Linked DNA regions of Rattus norvegicus: region 2 is linked to region 1. A link is a contact called in public HiChIP or PLAC-seq data. All regions are on one chromosome and are shown on one strand. Each heading gives the region's core, a stretch centred on a gene start, on an enhancer-like site or on the middle of the called end of the contact. The rest is flanking DNA. Distances are from core to core; before and after follow the strand shown. Region 1 overlaps Elapor2 (endosome-lysosome associated apoptosis and autophagy regulator family member 2). Region 2 holds the start of Dmtf1 (cyclin D binding myb-like transcription factor 1).

Region 1 (4,339 bases), core at 632-3,131:
CATTCTGTGGGAGGAGTGTGGCTAGAAGAGGTTTCTGAGCTTGTACAAAAAATGTTTGTTTCTGTTTTCACAGCTCTTCTTGGCTTCCTCGTGGGAACTATATAGAGTCTAACCGTGATGACTGCACTGTGTCTCTGATCTACGCTGTACACCTTAAGAAATCAGGCTACGTCTTCTTTGAGTACCAGTATGTGGACAACAACATCTTCTTTGAGTTCTTTGTAAGGCTTTTCATATTCTAGAATTAGATTTTTAAGGAACATTCATATAATTGTTTCTACTCCCCCCCTCCCCCCGCCCATTCTACTTTATGCCCTTGAACTTTTTGGAGGGTGTTAATTGCATCTTTCAATGTTCAAAGGAAGCCCTGTCCCAGTGGTACTTAGTGTTTAAGTCAATCTTTCTTCCATTTTCACAGTTTTCTTGTGGAATGACGTTGGCTTGTTTCACTTCTGGTTGTGTTCCTCAGGTGGCTATTTGGCTTAGACTGTACATCACAAATAATTTTTCCAACACTCATTTATTCTTTGTTGGCCACAGAGGCTATTGTTTTTCTATGTGTTGTGTATGTAGAGGGATATCAATGTTTGCATGTCCATAGATGGAAGAACATGCATGTGTATGTGGGGAGGACAGAGGTTGATGCTGGGAGTTCTCGTCTGTCACCCCCATTTTACTTTTGTGAAACAGAGTGTCTCATTGTGGCTGAGCTCACAGATTGGGCAGTACTGGCTGGCTAGGTAGCTCTGGGCATCTGGTCTTTCTCTGGTCTGCCAGTGCTAGAGCTGGTTACCACCACAGCCACATTTTACACATGCTGGGGATCTATGCATGTCCTTGTCATGATTACATAGCAAGTACATTACCCATTGAGTCATAATAACAGTTTCTATTATGTTAAAATTATATTAAAATATTTTGATTTTGCTAAATATTTTCTTGCAGTAAGTCAGTAAATATTTTCTAGCTCACTATAGTTGTTTATTCAAAGTTATTTAAAAAATAGAAATGGCTGTATTTTCTGATTCTGTGACTTTTGGACTTTCGAAAAGACTCCTTGGATGAAATACTTGATATGTCCGTCATGAGCTTAAGTAGAATTACGGAATCTAAGATATAGTTATATACTAACAGAATAACTGCAGAGGCTATTTAACGGATTGAAGCTGTATCTGATCTAGTAATATTTACTATGACTGTGACTTTAATTCTTGAGAAAACGTTTTCAGATGGACTTACACCAGGCACAATGTTTGCTTTGTCATCAATGAGAAAAAAATGTATTTCTGTGACCCAGCTTTTAAGAAAAGAATATACTAACAATTTTAAAAGAAATTTCTATTGCTCTAGGTGATAAGTATTTCTAAATCAGTAATTGTAGTTTCTATATCAGAAGTTCGATGGTAAGAAATATTTCCCATTACAATTTCCTTTGAAGTAAAGCGATTCTGGCTCTGGTTATAACTATGTAATTATTAGCTGTATCCTCTTGAGCAGGTAGACTAAGTTTCCGGCCCTCACTGCTCCCTTCTGTGAGGTGAATTGTTTGGTAAAGCCCTTTGAGGAGCTTCTAGTATGGATATCCTTTCATGTTTTAGACTTTTAAGCAACATTTAGACAGGTTTCCTTTTTAAAATATATCAGGTTTGCAAAAAAGAAAAAAAAAAAGCTTGTGAGAATGAATGAGTATTTCTTGGGACATTTCAGCAGTGTTGCAGAAAATGAATAAACTCAGGAAGTGAGACAAGGGTCTAATTGTTGTGAATAGGCAGCTCTTTTTATTTCCCAACAAGTCCCCTGAGAGCAGTCAATAAAGGTGCCTTTAGGGCATGGTACCCCATTACTTCCTGTCAGTGATGCCTGTGTCTTTTGGTTTAGAGTCTGACAGGGGTGGCAAGCTCATGCTGGTCCTTCCTATTGCACGTTTATAGGTTGGGATTGACTCAGAAGGTGAACACTCCTCAGTCATCATTAATCAGTGATGAAAAGGAAGTGTTTGAAGAAAAGAAAGATGTAGGCGGACGGAGAAAATAAATATATAGTGTATAATGTGAAGTAATGAAGTGCTGAGTTTGACACTCAGTGTGACTTTACCTCAGCAAAAGAAACAGTTGTTTCTTTTAAAAATGATGAAGCTGAAACCTAGAGGAGTTATTGGTTCATGATACACTTTAACTTGTTTTAAAATGAGTAATAGATTTCACTTCTTCACAGTGGAGGGGATTGTCACGATCACATGATACCTGCTTTGGTGTGTAAAAAAGCCTCTAGCATGTGTATTTGCTGTCCACAAAAGGTATATTCAGATCCCGTCACTTCTATGAAATGGCTTAACACTGGTGTCATAGTGGTCATGATGGTCAGAGAAGAAACAGGGCACACATTCATTTAAAGAAACTATTAATTGGATAGTCTCTTGATATTTGGATCACCAGTGGGACTGCTTTCTAGTTAATACGTCTTTAGAAAGCTCTTTTAGTGAAAACACTCTAAGCTTTGTAACAGGAAAATAAGGAAGGCATCCAGAACAATCTACAAAAGAGAAAGATAGATTTGACAGCTGGTAAGTCCATGTGATAATGTCCGGCTCCATCCTGCTGCTGACTGTATTGCTATACCAGCACGATGGCCTGCCTTTTAGCTATCTCCACACTTATCTGTTTACCTGAGAAAGTAGTATCCTAACCTCTGTGCATTTTTGAAGCATTACGCAGAGAGTCCAAGATGTCTTTTTCATTATTTATTCATTCACTTTACATCCTGATCGCTGCCCTCCTCCTGGTACCCCCTCACACAGTTTCTCCCCCATTCCTTCATCCTGTGAGAGGGTAGAGGCCCCTCCTGCTTATCCCCCAACCCTGATACATCAAGTTTCTGCCCCACTGAGGCAGCCCAGTCGGCGCAATGGGGTCCATAGGCAGGTAACAGATTTAGGGACAGTCATCACTCTAGTTGTTGGAGGACCTACGTGAAGATGGAGATGCTACATATGTGTGGGGGGCCTAGGTCCAGCCAGTATATTTTCTGTGGTTGATGGTTCAGTCTCTGAGAGCCCTTAATAGTCCAGGTTAGTTGACTCTGCTGGTCTTCCTGTAGAGTTCCTATCCCCAGGTTTCCCAATCAATTCCCCCAACTCTTCTACAAGACTCCCCAAACTCCAGTCACTGTTTGGCTGTGGGTCTCTGTTTCAGTCAGCTCCTGGGTATAGCCTGTCAGAGCACAGTTATGTTAGGCTCCTGTCTACAAACATAATAGAATATCATTAATAGTGTGAAGGGTTGCCTATGGGATGGGTCTCAAGTTGGGCCAGATATTGGTTGGTCATTCCCTCCGTCTCTACTTTATCTCTGTCCCTGCATTCCTTTTAGACAGGATATATTTTGTGTTGAATTTTTTGTTGGGGGGTTGCTGTCCTTATCCCTCTACTGAGGGTCCTGCCTGTCTACAGAAAGTAGCCACTTCAAGTTCTGTAACCCCACTGTTAGGAGTCTCACCTAAAGTTACCACAAAGATTCCTGGGAGTCTTTCCCATCTCTGGCACGCCCTGGAGATGCTCCCTATTCCCCTAGCCCTCACCAGCCACCGATTTCCCATATTTGATCCCATTCTCCTCCCCACCCCCACTCCTACCCTGTTCCCTCTCTCCATATGCCTTCTGTGACTATTTTATTTGCCTTCTAAGTGAGACTCAAGCATCCTCACTTGGGCCTCCCTTCTTGTTTAGCTTCTTTGGGTCTGTGGAGTATAGCGTGTGTATCCTGTACTTTATGGCTAATGTCCACTTATAAGAGAGTGCATATCATGCCTGTCATTTTGGGTCTGAGTTATTAAAGATGATATTTTCTAGTTCCATCCATCTTACCTGCAAAATTCACGATGCTCTCCCTCTTAATAGCTGAGTAGTTTTCCATTGTGTAAATGAACCACATTTTCTGTATCCATTCTTTGGTTGAGGGGCATATCAGATGTTTTCAGTTTGTGGCGATTACTAATAAAGCTGCTATATGTTTTAATGTGAAATGTATTATCTCTAATTGTTTTAATTAGCATGGTAAATGATTAATATTTACTCCATTACAAAAGGTTAGGAATTAGATTTTGTCCATCACCACTTATCTACACATTTAGATTACATCCTGGGAAACTAACAACCAGAGCAGACTTTATTTGCTAATTGAAAATTTTTACTGCCGTCAATGACATTTACAAATAAATGCAGCCCTCACTCCTCAGGAAAGAAGTTTCTTTTTGCAACAGATGGAGATTAACACAGAGATCAACCACTGGTGATAGATCAGAGAATGAGTTACCATGGGTTGCTCATCCCTAGTTGACAATA
Region 2 (3,992 bases), core at 1,438-3,937, 220 kb before region 1:
GCTTTCAAAAACACTTGGCTCTCTCCCTAACCTAATGCTGATAGTCTGGCTGTACACTCTTAGTTGGGAGGCTTGTTTATTATTAAGACGTTAATAAAAACCACTGCACTCAAGAGACTGAGACAAAAACTGTAGGGTTTCTGGAAATATCCCATCTTTAAAAAGACTGAACTTTTAACAGTTCTTGCAGTCACGCTAATAACATTCCTTGAGAACATTTAATACTGTGTACTTAGTCTGCTATCCCACTGTGTGCTCAGCCTGTTTAATTTTAATCTGCCTTTATGATAAAAATGTAACCAACCTTACAATGCTGTGGATTTCCCACGCAATTAGCTTTTACAACCTAAGCTAAATGCATAATTTTAATCTTATGTATTTGTCTGTGCTGGTGACCCAGAATTTGTGTATATTGTGATAATCATTGCTGAAAGCAACCAATAGGTTGAAGGCAATCCCAAACAAAACATATTTACCATAAATATTGAATGCTAAATATGGACACAATTTGATAACATGGTTTCGTTTTGCTACTCTGGGTCATTAAGGTAACTTCTTCCAGGGTAAAACTGTTTCTATAAAACCTTATCCTTTAATTTCTTTCCCACACGATATTTTCTGCCCTATTTAATAAATGTAAAACAAGGCCGTTTGTTAGGGACATCGAATGATATAGGCAAACACAACTTAAAAAAAAAAAAAAAAGGCAGGCAGACAGACAGACCAGAGGGCACTAGTAACCATTTCCCAGATACACTCTTATTTTCAAGCTCAAACCCTAAGAATAAAACTTTGATTTCCTCCCTCAAAAAACTAAAACCTGAATACTTGGAGAAAAAGGTTTATTTTGTATGTTTTCCCCAAACTGCTAAACATACACATTTAAATTCTTAAGAAGTATGCAAGACCCAGTACTTTCAGAGTAAATGCTGAAGACAAGAAAACAGAACAGGTAAGTTTCTAGATCATTCCCCTGAGCAACAGTTTGGGTTAAGTCTACCATAATCTAAAATAATGAAGAAATGCTAGCTTGTTTGGTGGTACTCAAAAGCACCTGAGAAAGACAGTGAAGTAATGGGATAGAAGCATAAAATAAATACCATCTTCACAGTAACAATTTTCTTCAAACCCTTATTTGTGTTTTTTACTGCTGTGGAGGTTTTATTTATATTTTTTGACTGCGGTGGAGGACAGCATTAGTCTCTCACCAACTTGGTACACTCAACGTAACAATTTTTGAAATGTAATTTAAGTCTAAGTTTATCCAAATATATACACTTTTTATTACTATTCTATCCCAGTAAAACCAATAAGACTTTGTTATTATAGTTGTAGTTTTAAATGTTATTGTAAATTACTCGAATTATTAAGGTACATTTATGACTGCCCTAAAGAAATTTGAAGTACCAGAAAAATCTTTAAGGAAAATAGCCTTTGGTGTCTGTAAACCTTTCAACATAATCAAAGGCCTTTTCTTTAATTTATAGCCTAAAAGTTATTTACAAAATAAAATATAGGTCTAATTAATAAAAGTCTCAAATGGCATTACATCTAGCTTAAGACATAAAATATCAGAAACAGTACTGAAATGCTCTTTTCTTTCGAGGATGTTCCAATAGGAAGTCTAGCTGTCAGAAAGGGGTACAAGATCTCAGAAAATCAATCACGAGCATTAGGCTGGGGAAAGGGATGTAATATCCATTTCACGGGCTACCAATCTTTCCTTAGCTACACCGAGTCTTTATAAAAACATATGCTGTATCATTCAACAGCACAGGATGGCACTGGACCACTTCTTTCGGAGTAAAACTCTCAAGGCTGAGGGGAGATTCTCAAAAAAAGTTCTCGCTAGAGTACCAAAGAGGGTTTTGAAACGCTTTAAGGTTTGCTCCGCACGATCCTGACAATTACTAGTTGGCTGGGCGAGGACTCTCCCCGCACCATAGGCCACGTCCCGTGCAGTCTTTAAAGAGAAAGTCCGGCCAGCAACCATGACTCCCTCGCTGAGTCCAGCCAGACCGTACAACCGGCGAGGGGCATACAGGCCAAGCAAGCAAAAGAGAACTGGGTGGGCTTGGGGAGACCCCCGCCCCCACTACCCTGCCAACCGCACCCACGCCCAGGCAGCGTAGAGGGCTTAGTCGACCGCGAATCCAGCAAAGCTAGGCTGGAAGCTCTGCCGTCCAGCACGCACACGCCCGCGGGCCCCTGGCGCCGTCCTCCGCGACTCGGGCCCACCCCCAGGGGTCCCGGCGCCATTTAGTTCCTCCAGCCCGCCGCCATTTTCCGCCCCCGCCGGCTCGCCGCTGCGCCCCAGCGATCGCTCGATGGTTCCAGCCGCCAGCACCTGCATGAGCCGGCGACGGAGACCGCGGGCGCAGCGTGCGGGGCCTGCCGCGGCGGCTAGACGAAGACCGGACTCCGACCCCGCCCGCAGCACCCGGCCGGCGGCAGCCAAGGCCTGCGAAGGGGCCGGCTCGGCCGCACTGGGCGGAGCGGCTGCGACAGAGGCCCGGACCTGAAGGTTCCATCGCACTTACTTCCTGTTTTGGGTCCGGGCACTTTGGAAGAACCAGGATGGAGGCTCCAAAAAATACCAGGATGGAGGAAGCAGCCACGGGAGAGAGTGGCTGCAGCTGGGGTGAGCGAGCGCAACCAGCCACCGGAAACGGAGCCACGGCCGCGCCCCGCCCCCGCCCTCTCAGTACCCCCCCTCTCCGGCCCGCCTCTCCCGTGGGGCGGACCTGCGCGCCACCTTGAACGTCACTTCCGTCTGCGTCGACAAGCTGATGGGTTGCTGCGGAGTCGACCGCCATTCTCAGCAAGCAATACGGTCGTATAGTCCCTGCCTAGCTGATGCGGATGATATAGAGGAGAGTCTTTTCCTTAGCAGGTGTCTGCACCGTTTAGTTTCCGGAGGATCCGAAGGGAAGAAGAGGCCTTAAGAGTACAGAAGAAAGCAGGGTGTCTCTCTCTGCTCCTTGGTTTCTGGTCCTGTGGTATAATTATTGTGAAAGGTGTCCTCCGTGAGTGTGACCTCGCTTTTAGGAGACTACAGTTCTTCATGGATTTAAAGTTCAATGCTGGTGTCTACACCGATTGCATCTCTGTTTTCTGGACCCTGCCCCCATGCCAATCTTTTAAGAATCAGATTCCTTAAGAGTTTATATGAATAAATGCATTTTGACTATATCCACTCCCAATTCTTCCCGTGTTCTCCCTGACATCCCCAATCCCCACTCAAATTCATGTCCTGGTTCCTGTGTGTCTGTGTGTCTGTGTGTGTGTTTCCCTGGCTACACATGTAAGCCAGATGTTCTTGGGTGTAGGGCTGCGCACTTGGACATAAGAAAACAATCTGGTCTCTTCAGGAAGGAAATTGATTCTTCCTCAGCATCCCATCCATGCTGCAGTGTTGACTGGAGTGGTGGTGTGCAGGATACCACAGCTGCTGCGTGGTGGGTGTTTCACAGAAGTCTCCCCATTCCCCACCTCTTTCAGGTTTTTTTTGTTGTTGTTTGTTTTTTGCTGCCCCCATCTTCAGTGACATTTCCTTACCTTTGGTGTAAGGATTGTGTCATAAATGTCCTATGTCCCACTTTGGGATGAAAGACCCCCGGGGCGGGGAGACCCTCACTCAAGTCTCGGGATGATGCGACCCCCCAAGAACTCACCTGAGACCGTCCTTGCTGTAATAAACATGAGGTTTATTGACAGGAACCAGTGCACTGGGGTCGAGACTCATATCCCACGCAGGGGCAGTGGAGTTCGACCCCCAGTAACTAAGACAAGGGGAATTTAAAGGAAGAAACCTCAACCCCAGCGGGTAGGGAGGGCATCATTGGAAAATGTCGAGAATACCAGTGAAAAATCACAAGGAGGAGCTTCCTGTTTCTCAAGATTGTTTACTTTATGGTCCATCAGTTCCTGGGAGAAGGTTCCTGCTTCTCAAAATTATTCTCTAAGATTTTAATCTAACTTTATGGTCAGCT

The links. HiChIP or PLAC-seq counts read pairs in DNA pulled down with a chosen protein or histone mark.
Region 2: a contact with region 1 is called in an H3K27ac HiChIP or PLAC-seq map of oligodendrocytes, with 6 times the contacts expected there. The contact joins the promoter of Dmtf1 here to the enhancer-like site in region 1. A contact is called at or near these places in 8 of 12 Hi-C or Micro-C datasets (the A7r5 cell line, the Rat2 cell line, Schwann cells and 5 more) and 1 of 1 datasets of contacts at active chromatin or transcription factors (oligodendrocytes).

The regions. Positions count from the first base shown.
Region 1 is chr4:25,647,268-25,651,606 of GRCr8, reverse strand. It overlaps Elapor2 (endosome-lysosome associated apoptosis and autophagy regulator family member 2), which reads left to right. Exons shown (of 22, transcript NM_001109345.1): 4 at 74-221. Among named protein-coding and RNA genes, the nearest start is that of Mir879, 30 kb to the left of the region's middle. Within about 2 kb of position 1,881, at least 17 of the 93 cell types and tissues checked have an H3K27ac peak or open chromatin away from gene starts, as enhancers often do.
Region 2 is chr4:25,864,136-25,868,127 of GRCr8, reverse strand. It overlaps Dmtf1 (cyclin D binding myb-like transcription factor 1), which reads right to left and starts at 2,687. Exons shown (of 17, transcript NM_053693.1): 1 at 2,541-2,687.